2 separate regions of the Mus musculus genome follow, and region 1 is linked to region 2. The links are chromatin contacts, called in public promoter capture Hi-C maps. All regions are on one chromosome and are shown on one strand. Each heading gives the region's core, a stretch centred on a gene start, on an enhancer-like site or on the middle of the called end of the contact. The rest is flanking DNA. Distances are from core to core; before and after follow the strand shown. Region 1 holds the start of 9830132P13Rik (RIKEN cDNA 9830132P13 gene). Region 2 holds the start of Alpk1 (alpha-kinase 1).

Evidence for each region. Promoter capture Hi-C pulls out the DNA fragments that hold promoters and counts their contacts.
Region 1: a promoter capture Hi-C map of macrophages shows a contact between it and region 2, with 6 read pairs. The contact joins the promoter of 9830132P13Rik here to the promoter of Alpk1 in region 2. A contact is called at or near these places in 10 of 39 promoter capture datasets (3T3-L1-derived adipocytes, the C10 cell line, the HPC-7 cell line and 7 more), 4 of 115 datasets of contacts at active chromatin or transcription factors (bone marrow-derived macrophages, double positive thymocytes, memory CD8 T cells and 1 more) and 3 of 9 other capture datasets (adipose tissue, liver and pancreatic islet).

Annotation. Positions count from the first base shown.
Region 1 is chr3:127,914,588-127,920,592 of GRCm38.p6, forward strand. It overlaps 9830132P13Rik (RIKEN cDNA 9830132P13 gene), which reads left to right and starts at 1,584. Exons shown (of 5, transcript NR_040552.1): 1 at 1,584-1,699.
Region 2 is chr3:127,777,795-127,783,403 of GRCm38.p6, forward strand. Alpk1 (alpha-kinase 1) reads right to left here and starts at 2,733. Exons shown (of 14, transcript NM_027808.1): 1 at 2,367-2,733.

The DNA.
Region 1 (6,005 bases), core at 334-2,833, 140 kb after region 2:
GCTGACGGAAATAGCTTACGCTTTTTTTAGCTGCCAGTATTTTAACTATATACAGAGAAAAATGAAATCTATGTGAAGTACAAGTATATACACAGCACTGGAATTTCCAAGGGAGTTAAATAGGTAAAGAGTTCATTCTAACAATGTCAGACACTCAAATGTAAGGATAATTTATACAGACATCATTGGAGTCATGTTCTTTAACTTAGTGAAAAGGGGGTACACGCTTTCTCATAAGGAAGAGAAAGGCACATGGCACAGCTTCACCTGCATTTCATAGAGATTATTCGATGATTAAGGTATAATCACTAGAATTATTCTTCCTTTATTTAATCCTGATTGGTCTTTGGGAATTTTGTTTGAATGCTAATTTGGGGGTGGACAAATAATCAGAACATGGCGATTGACGTTGGTCTTACTTCCCAGCTGCCCTGTCTCAGATGCTGGAAGCTCTAGGAGAGGCAGTTTAAGCATCCTCTGCCCTTCTGGCATCCCACCCTCCAGCTTCTCCACTATTTCACTGGTTTTATGATCTGTCAAGGTTCATGACAACCAATAACTGGAATTAGAAATTTTAATAAGAACATGTCAGACTTGAGGCCAGAGATTATTACATTCCATTTTCCTGAAAAAAAAAATTTTTTTTATGTAACACCTTGGAAAGGAAGCAGGAAATGGCAGTAAGCATCAAAATTGTGGATCAAATTTCCTACCTACAGCTTTCTGCGGCTATCCTTTAGCCACTGTAATGGCCTTCTTGAAAGCTCGCAGCTCGATGACTTTTAGTAAGCTGTGCACACAGTGTTTCTTCCCACCCCATGGCAGCCTCATTCCTCCCCCCTCCAAACCCACACCTATCATTTCTACTCTCTCAGCCCCAAGTCCCTGACAGCCAGTCATTTCTTTGGACTTTATGGATTTGCCTATTTGGGGAATTTATATGAATAGAGTCATACACTAGTCAGACTTCGTTGTATGTCTTATTTCACTTAGAGTAACATTTATTCATGTTCTAGCACGTATCCTTACTTTTAGTTCAAGACTTTCCTTCAAGTCCAACTGCTGCCATCTCCCAGTGCTCTGCTGGGCTTGCTTGCAAAGATCAATAGCTGGGCTTGTTGAGTGTTTTCCTTTCCTCCTATAGGATGAGGGAAGATGAGCAAAGTCAGAGGACCCTCGCCTGAGTATTCACCCACTTATCCCTACCAGCTGTGTAGAATTTTTACCTTATTGCATATGGTCTTGTGGGATGGGCAGATATAGGTGTGGAAGATGTGGAGGGGGTGGGGCTTCATCCATACAGTCATCATCCCTGCTCGATGCTGGTGTTCCAGTATGGGTGCTTTGGACCATAGCTTCTCACCCATTGCTTTGTACATAGGTTTAATAAACTCCCTAGTTCTCCTGGGTGAATTTTTTTTTGGGGGGGGGTGTGTGTTTTGCGATGGTTTGTATATTCTTGGACCAGGGAGTGGCACCATTTGGAGGTGTGGCCTTGTTGGAATGGGTGTGACCTGGTTGGAGTAGGTGTGTCACTGTGGGTGTGGGCATAAGATCCTCACCCTAGTTGCCTGGAAGTCAGTCTTCTACTAGCAGCCTCTGGATGAAGATGTAGAACACTCAGCACCTCTTGCACCATGCCTGCCTGGATGCCTTAATTGCTCCCACCTTGTTGGTAATGGACTGAACCTCTGAATTTGTAAGCCAGCCCCAATTAAATGTTGTTGTTGTTTTTAATAAGACTTGCCTTGGTCATGGTGTCTGTTCACAGCAGTAAAACCCTAACTAAGACAGGTTTCAAGACAGGGTTTCTCTGTGTAGCTCTGGCTGTCCTGGAACTCACTCTGTAGACCAGGCTGGTCTTGAACTCAGAAATCTGCCTGCCTCTACCTCTCAAGTGCTGGGATTAAAAGCATGTGTCACCACTGCCCAGCCTGGGTGAACTTTTGTGGAACCATACTTCAGTTTGCTGTTGGAACCTTAGGAAGAGGTGTAGATGCTATTTCTGTTAGCACAGGGAAGAGATTTTAGCAACAGTACTTTAATTTTTTACATAGTCTTATATGTCTAGTTGTTCCTTGTTAACTATGAGTGACTGGTTTCGGGAGCCCCCTTGGATGACTGAATCCTCAAATATTTAAGTTTTTTGTATCAAACAAACAAATGTTGAGAGCTGGGTGTGATGGTGAGCTCCTGTAATCCTAACTCTCAGGAGCTAAGGCAGGAAGGTGGCAAGTTTGGGACCAGCCTCGACTATATAGTCAGACTGTCTCAAAAGACCAAAATGATGAGCAAAAACCTAACCAATAAGTAGAAGTGCTTTAGCATTTGCCTTTGTATAACCTAGGTGCCTCCTCCTGAAATGATTTCTAGGTTCCTTGAAATATCCAGGACAATGTAAATAATATGTTAATAGCTATCCTCTTGACGGAATAGTGACAAGAAAATAAAAGCTGTTATGCTCAGTCCAGATGAATTTTTCTCTTTCAGAATTTTTCAGATGAATTTTTGACTTCTTGTTGCTTGAGGCCATGACTGCAGAGCCATATTTCATAGCATGAATATACAGTGTTTGGTCTAGTTTCTCAAATTAATCGAGATTTGAGTTATTTCTGCTTTTTTGGCTATAGTGAATAATGTTGCTAATGAAACTACATTTAAGTAGTTTCTTTGCATACATATATTTTTAATTTTTTTGTAGCATAAACTTAGGAATGGTATTATATGTTAAGGTTTGGCAAAGTTACTAGGTTCTTTTCCAAAGTAACTTGCCATTTTACTTTTTCTCCAGTCTCCCTTAAAGATATGTCAAAAGTGCTCTACCTCTGAGCCATCCCAAGCCCTGCCTAGTCTAAGACTGGAGTTTTGATTGGTCATTTGAGAAAGTTCCTTGTATTTTCTGGATACGCATACTTTATCAGACACATAAGTATTTTCTCTCATTTGTAGGCTGTCTTTTACATTCTTTTTGTTTAATTCACATGTCCTTTATTTGGCTTATATAATATACCATTTTCAACAGTTTTTGAAAACCAGATTAAAGAGCATTTAAAGCGTAGAAGTTTTGAAATTTTAATGTCTAATTATCTATTTTTTTTGTCATTTGTACTTTTTATGTGATATCTACGAAACCACTTCCTAATCCAAAGCCACAAAGATTTACAGATATCCTTTCTTCTAAGAATTTTGTAGTTTTTTGTTCTTATGCTACAATCTATTATCCATTAGAGAGTTCTTTGTGTATGGTGTAAGGTCTGAGTCTAGGGTCATTCATTCTTTTGCATGTGAGCGTTGTATTGTCTCAGCTACTTACTGAGAAAAGATGCCCCCTTTCCCACTGAAGAACCTTGGCACATATGCTAGAAATCAATTCACCATAAACTTAATAGCTAATTTATATAGTCTTGTAGGTATCTGTATTTAGTTCTTTATGCCAGCACCACAGGATCTTAGGCAAGTGCTGTACCAACTGGCCCACTGTGATGATTTAAGTAAGAAATATCCTTCGTAGCCATGGGTGTTTGAACACTTGGTTCCCAGTGCTATTTCAAGAGGCTTAGGAGGCGTTACCTTTCTGGAGGAAGTGCGTCATCACAGGGGGTGGGTTTTAAGCGTTTAACTCTTGCAGTTGCTCCTCTCCTTGTGTTTGTGGTTGAGGATGTGAGCTCTCAGCTTCCTGCTCTGGATGTCATGCCTCTGCCTACTGCTATGCCCGTCCACCACGACGGACTCTTATCCCTCTGAAATAAACCTTTCTTCCATAAATCAGTTCTAATGACGGTGTTTTATCACAGAAACAGAAAAGTAACCAACACACTTGCATACCTAAGCTGTGCCACCGTATCTGATTTCTATAGAGTGACACAGTAAGTTTTAAAATCAGGAAGTGTCAGCCTTTAAAGTGTCATTTTTTTTTAACACTGGCTTGGCTATGCTGAGCCATTTTCATATGAATTTTAGGACAGCTTGTTCATTTCTTAAATGATGTGTAAAAGAAAATAGCTTGAGAATTCTCAATGTTCTCAGAGGAGTAGTTTACTACAATAACTAAGAACCATAGACACTTAAAAGGAAACTCCATCTTTATTTATTTATTTATTTATTTATTTTGGGGCAGGGCTTTACTAAGTAGCCCTAGCTGTCCTGGGACTCTCTATGTGAATCACAAGCTTCTACCTCACAGAGATTCCCTTCCTCTGCCCCCCCCCCCCCAAGCACTGGGATTAAAGGCACATGGCTCTACACCTTGCCCCACCATCTTTAATCTCAAGAAAAATCTACGAATATGTCAGTATTCAATTTATTGCTTCTCAACTCTGGAGTCACTGTTTGGTTTAGATGACTGATAGAGTTTTTTTTAACCATCTCCTTTTGCAATGTTCTCCATGGGAAACTTTCCCAGACGGATCTGTTAAAACGGTGTCTGTGTACAGCGACTGCATGGTGAGTGAAAACCTAGAATATGTGGTCACTGGACTTCCAGTCCAAACCCAACCTGGTAAAAAGCTTTGTATAGACTCCCTATCCTAGCAATTGGAGACCCAAAGGTTTCTTGTACACATACATTCATGTCTGCATGAGACTTGAGAGTACAGGTCTCTATTGAAACATTAATCTCTCTCCAGGTTCTGTGGCTTGCCTGTTCCCTGGGCTTCCACAGCCAGTGCCTGCCTGTCCGGCTGGTAGTTGATCAACTGGCGCTGTTACAGGGTCCTTAGACTTTAATACAACTGACTCCATGATGGATGGCCGTTCAGGCCATAAAACTCAGCAGTGTGCGGACAGTACCACCTGCCAAAAGGAAACGAAGACCAAATCCATCAAAGCCCATAGCTCTGGGAAAGTCTCTAAATGTACTATCTTTGCTTTATGACTTCTGTAGTTCCATTTTTGGGTAACTGTTCTTGTTAACTGAAGTATGTCAGCCCAGAACCTGGGTTTTGTGCTGAAAAGCTCACTCCGAGAAAGGCTCAGGGCTACACTGGTATCCCAAACACCCAGTGTTGTTATTGGCTAGCTAACAAAGACTTTCTATGGGCTTAAATCCATGTCTGAGCGGTCTTCTCTGGCAGATCCTCCACAACAGCATCACCTGCCTCTGTAGGGAAGCCCTTTGCTTTCCCAGTGACCCCAGATCAGTCCTGGCCAGGACAAACTTCCGAACATTTATGTTTCCATAATGAAACTATTAACTATACCCTCTCCATTCACGTCTGAGGAATTGCCACTGCCCTACAGCCTTGTTTGTCCCTTGGCCACCCCTCTCAGGTCTAGCTCTCTTATTATTATTGTTAACGGTTACTTTCTGTCAGAGCTTAGTGATGTTTTATACACTTCTCTTGTCTCACCTGCTTTGCAATCGGACCCATGATAACTCAAGAAATATTAATTATAAATCATAGTACAGTGGGTAATACATTAAGAAATCCGGGTGTAAGGTGAAGACGTGGGGTTCACAATCTATTTATTGAGGGGGTAAGAAATGACTCCATGAGAAATTTGACATGAACATTGGAGGACTGGCAAGACTTGCCTTTGACCTCGTCACATAGACGACAACTGCCTCTGCTGAACTTTCAGGGTAAGACATTTACAGACCACAGCAACCTACTGATCCCAAACAGTTGTGCTTTACTTATAACAGAAAAAAAATATCTTGCCTTGAGTCCTGTTACCAAGCTGATGGGAGTTGATGATGAAGGCACTGGAGAGATATTCAAATATGAGGGGGTCCCTGACCCCCCAGACTTAAGATTTTAAAATTCTGTTATCTCCTTAGAATCCCATAAGCCAAGCGTCTAAAAGAAGAGTATAGAGGCTAGAAATGAACAGCCATTTTTTATCACTAAATTTCCCCTCCAAATGTTTTCTTTTTTATTGGTTATTTTATTTATTTACACTTCAAATGTTGTCCTCCCTTCCTGACTTCCCCTCTGCACACCCCCTATCCCATCCCCACTTCCCCTGCCTCTATGAGGGTGCTCCCCCACCCCACCTGCCCACTC
Region 2 (5,609 bases), core at 1,483-3,982:
TCCATTGTTGGTGGGAGTGCAGGCTTGTACAACCACTCTGGAAATCAGTCTGGCGGTTCCTCAGAAAACTGGACATAGTACTACCGGAGGATCCAGCAATACCTCTCCTGGGCATATATCCAGAAGATGCCCCAACAGGTAAGAAGGACACATGCTCCACTATGTTCATAGCAGCCTTATTTATAATAGCCAGAAGCTGGAAAGAACCTAGATGCCCCTCAACAGAGGAATGGATACAGAAAATGTGGTACATCTACACAATGGAGTACTACTCAGCTATTAAAAAGAATGAATTTATGAAGTTCCTAGCCAAATGGATGGACCTGGAGGGCATCATCCTGAGTGAGGTAACACATTCACAAAGAAACTCACACAATATGTATTCACTGATAAGTGGATATTAGCCCCAAACCTAGGATACCCAAGATATAAGATATAATTTGTTAAACACATGAAACTCAAGAAGAATGAAGACTGAAGTGTGGACACTATGCCCCTCCTTAGATTTGGGAACAAAACACCCATGGAAGGAGTTACAGAGCCAAAGTTTGGAGCTGAGATGAAAGGATGGACCATGTAGAGACTGCCATATCCAGGGATCCACCCCATAATCAGCATCCAAACGCTGACACCATTGCATACACTAGCAAGATTTTATTGAAAGGACCCAGATGTAGCTGTCTCGTGTGAGACTATGCCGGGGCCTAGCAAACACAGAAGTGGATGCTCACAGTCAGCTATTGGATGGATCACAGGGCTCCCAATGGAGGAGCTAGAGAAAGTAGCCAAGGAGCTAAAGGGATCTGCAACCCTATAGGTGGAACAACATTATGAACTAACCAGTACCCCGGAGCTCTTGACTCTAGCTGCATATATATCAAAAGATGGCCTGGTCGGCCATCACTGGAAAGAGAGGCCCATTGGACTTGCAAACTTTATATGCCCCAGTACAGGGGAACACCAGGGCCAAAAAGGGGGAGTGGGTGGGCAGGGGAGTGGGGGTGGGTGGATATGGGGGACTTTTGGTATAGCATTGGAAATGTAAATGAGTTAAATACCTAATAAAAAATGAAAAAAAAAATCAGAGACATTCATTCAGTGTGTGGCAGTGCTCTCAGCTGTCTGCCCCTCCCCACCCTTCACAGCCCACATGGAGGTCAGAGGACATGTGAGAATTGTATCTCTCCGTCCACCATGCAGGCACCAGGAACTGAACCCAGGATATCAGGCTTGATAACAACCCATATCTCCAGAATTAATCATAGGATGTATAATGAATGTTAAACTAAGAATGTAATCTAATTCTTTAGTGGTAGAGGGCTTGGCAGGTGTCATGTAAAATCGGTAGCATGGGTATTATACTTTGGGGACAGTGTGACTCAGGTTTGAAGCTTCTACAGTCACGAATGCTCTCAAATGTTCAAGAACATTGAGGGCAAAGTAAGGCGCATGGAGACCTGTGTAGGCTTGAGCAGAAGCAACAAACAGACACAGGAAACTCTGAAATAGTTTTTAGCTGTGACGTCTCATCAGGCAAAGGTCAATATTGTCACTTTTAGGAGTGTTAGAAGCACACAGTTTTTTCAAATGCCAAGAAGCAAGTATTAGGATGGAGGTGACATTGTGTTGTGACATAAAATCTGCTCATCTGCTCCTGCCTTTGTGCTGGTACCTGCTGTAAATACTAACAACTTCAGAGGTTTTAATTTGTGACTTTCCAGGCTAGAGTGCTACTTTCAAATGTTACAATTTTTTAATGATAGGACCATTTTACCTAGACACCCAAAGGAATTTAATTTTTTTTATGTGCGCTTTCTTTGTAACCAAGACTTGCCCACACCCAGAATTTCTGTCCCTACTCCCCAAGTATGCTGAGTGACATTCACACAACTGTGCCCTGGCAAGAAATTACTGACTCCATCGTACAAGCAAGCGGCAGCGTCTTTGATAGCTTCCTATGTGCTCCAAACCCAGTTTCAAATCAGTAGTCCCCACAATCCTTTAATGCCCTCATCAGACACTGATTTTGTGAGCAGTAAGGCTAGCAGGTCTGGCAAGTTCTGTGACTAAGTACATTGCTATTAATCCATATATATATATATACATTAAAGGGTTCATATTTTTCTCCTCTTCACAACAACTGAACTGTAGGTAGCCTTTCCTCTGCTCTTTTTTCCCCCCTGTCCCTTCTGAGGAGCTTCTAGAAGCGCAAACCTTTCTAAGGGCTCAAGAGTTACTTAAAAGCAACAGAGACAGAGGTGGCACCAAGTCTACCGCAATCACCTTTGAGAACACTCTGCCGCCCCCATCCTGCGAGCATCTGCACCGCACCTCCTGCAAGTTTTCATTTGTAAGCTGATACTCACTCAGAAAATAACACTTCAGAGCAGCAGTCTGACCCGGGAGAGTCTTTATTCCGGTACAACCTCCCGGAAACACAGCGTTTCTCCTCAACAGCTTCTGTTTCAGGAAACGGGAATCTGAAAAGAAAAGTCCTTCCTTGCTCAGACCGTGCTTGTCTAACGCCACGCCAAGACACGCCCCGTTAGGGACTGTTGCGGGAAAGGTCTTCTGGGAGTCGTGTTACTGACTCTGGCACCGTCCACCAGGAAAACCCCAGCTTGGCCTCAAGTGCAAATAAACGTGTTGATACACGTGCCTCTGCGACGCCTACTTCTCCTCTGCGCTCCAATTCCGAGATCGACCCCCAAAAGGGGACAAGGAGAGCTTGTCTTTTGATGACATCAAAATAGTGTCATTATGTTCCTGCTTTCTCATTGGCAGTCTCTTCCTTCACTCTTGGATGACTCCATCTCTGCCCTACTCCAAATAAGGAGTTTCCCTGAACTTTCACAAGGAAAGGAACTTGTCTGATAACTGGTTTGTCTTTCAACGGTCGAAGCAAATGAAATCTGAGACTCAAGTTTTGATAAAAAAACATGTCAAAAGTACATGAAAAGATGTTAAAATGTTTATCAAAAAAAAGACATTTTTTATTGGAAAAGTTTTAAGAGGTCAACAATATTTTAACTTTCTCGAGCCTTTCTGAGCCTGCTGTGCTGAGGAAGTTTCTTTAGAAAGAATAGGAATGGACTTTCTTTTCTTTTTAAGGTTTATTTTTACTATCTTATGTGTATGAGTGTTTTGCCTTCATATTTGAGGAGGTGGTGAGCCTCCGTGTGGGTGCTGGGAATCGAACCTGGGCATCTTTACAAGGGCAACAGCAACAAGTGCTCTTAACCGCTGAGCCAACTCTCCAGGGCAGGAATGGATCTAGTAATACCAACAGGAAGCATTTGGGTAAAGCCTTTGGTACATGACCCAAGAAATGAGAACAGAAATCTCTCCGCACCTGGGCAGCAAATGCTTTAGCCAGTTGGACGGATTCCAGCTCTGCTTCTCAACCAAGTGGAAGGAACGATCCAAGCGGTCAAAAGCTAGATTGCCTAAACACTGACTTGTGATCGGCAATAATTCTTCACCCATGACTTTAGAAGTTGTTCGACCAGCCAGAGTGATGGTGTGCTCTTTTAATCCTAGTATTTAGGAGGTAGAGACAGGTAGATCCCTGTGAGTTCAAGGCCAGCCTGGTCTAACTAATGAGTTCCAGGACAGTCAGGATTACACAGAGAAACCCTGTCTTGGAAAAGAAAAAGCAAACAGGAAAAAAAAAAAAGTTGTTCAAGTAAGAACATAGAATTACTATAACAAAACTTTCCATTTATTTACATAACTAGAGTTTCCTTTTTTAATGTATGTTCTTTCTTGGAATGTTACTTTATTGTAGCTATAGATAATGTGCATCTGTTAACTAACTTCTAAGTACCATAAATATCATTGAGAAATGCACTTTTAAATAGCACTCTGTTATTCGGCATTCATCAAATATGTAACTTTGTATTTATCTTTTAAATAAATTACAAATTAAAAATACATGTATTGTAAGCATTGAATAGGCCTGTCTTTAGAATGTTTATTCAATAGTGTCTGTAGCAAAAAAGAGAAATAATTTTAATATATATATATATATTACTGTATATAAATGAGAAAAACACAGAGATATAAGAGCAAGTTTTGTACTATGAGAAAAGTCTATGAAGGAAACGTAATAGAAACAGAAACTTAGATAGAATAATATAAATTTTCACAATTGTTAAAAAAATCTTCATGCCTTTATAGAGAGATGTTAGGGGTGCCAAATTATTTGACATATAATTTTGCTTGGCCTTTAAAAGAATATGCATGGGCCTTATGGCACACACCATTAATCTCAGCACTTGGGCTTGGGGCAGATGCAAGTGAATATCTGTGAGTTCAAGGCCAGTCTGGTATATAGAGTGAGTCCTAGAGGACTACATAGTGAGATCTGGTCCCAAGGAGAGAAGAGAGAGAGAGAAAGGAGGGAGGGAAGGAAGGAAGGAAGGAAGGAAGGAAGGAAGGAAGGAAGGAAGGAAGAAAAAAGAAAGAAAGAAAGAAAGAAAGAAAGAAAGAAAGAAAGAAAGAAAGAAAGGAAGGAAGGAAGGAAGGAAGGAAGGAAGGAAGAAAGAACATGTAGAGTTTTGTTTAGGAAAACCACACAGAGATCTTTTGTAATTATTTAAAATTATAATAAAAAACAAACATCAACTTCAATATATGTGACTTTTTTTTTAAGAATTCTGCTTGGGAGCAGGCAAGTAAAAGAAGTGTTAGAAATTATTTGAGTCTGATGGAAGAATAGGAGGAAGGATTTCTGGGGTCCCAAAAGGGATAGGAACTCCACAGGAAGACCAACAAAGTCAACTAACCTGGACCCTTGGGGCTCTCAGAGACTGAACCTCCAACCACAGAACTCATACATGAGCTACACCTAGACCTCCCCACACACATGTAGCAGATGTGCAGCTTGGTCTTCATGTGGGTCCTGAACTGGAGCAGAAGCTATCCCAAAAGCTGTTGCCTGTACGTGGATATGTTCTTCTAGCTGGGCTGCCTTGTCTGGCCTCAGTGGGAGAGGATGTGCCTAACCTCGAAGAGACTTAAAGTGCCAGGATCAGGGGATACTCAGGGAGCCCCACCTACTCAGAGGAGAAGGGGAGGGAAGAGTGAGGAAGGATTATGGGAGGGGAGACCAGGAGGGGACAACGAGCAGGATATAACGTGAATAAGTAAAAACATAAAGTTAAATTTAAAAAATTTACTTGAGGAGAAGGAGTGATATTTTAGTGCCTAAAAGAAGGCGATGGATACATAGAAATATGAGAAGACATTGAGAAGAAACCAGTGTGTGAGTCATTTATCTTCATAGAGTCTGGACAATAGCCACGTCTCTCTGTGATAAGCATTCCTGGCAAAAATTCCTAGAGCCATAGAAACATGAGATGTGATGTTTCATTTTTAATCACAACATTGAGTTCCAGAAAGTTTCCCAAGATAACAGTCCCATGTAGAAATTTATAAACAAAAGCTTCACTTACTGTAAATGTCTGAGGCGTACACTCAAGTGGTACACTTAGAAAAACGGCCTGCCCTACCGTATTGATTCTGATTATCTAGGTTTTATTGTTTTGAATATAAAATGCTGAAGCAAATGCCTATCACTTATTTGTTTGTGTAAACATGATAGAAGT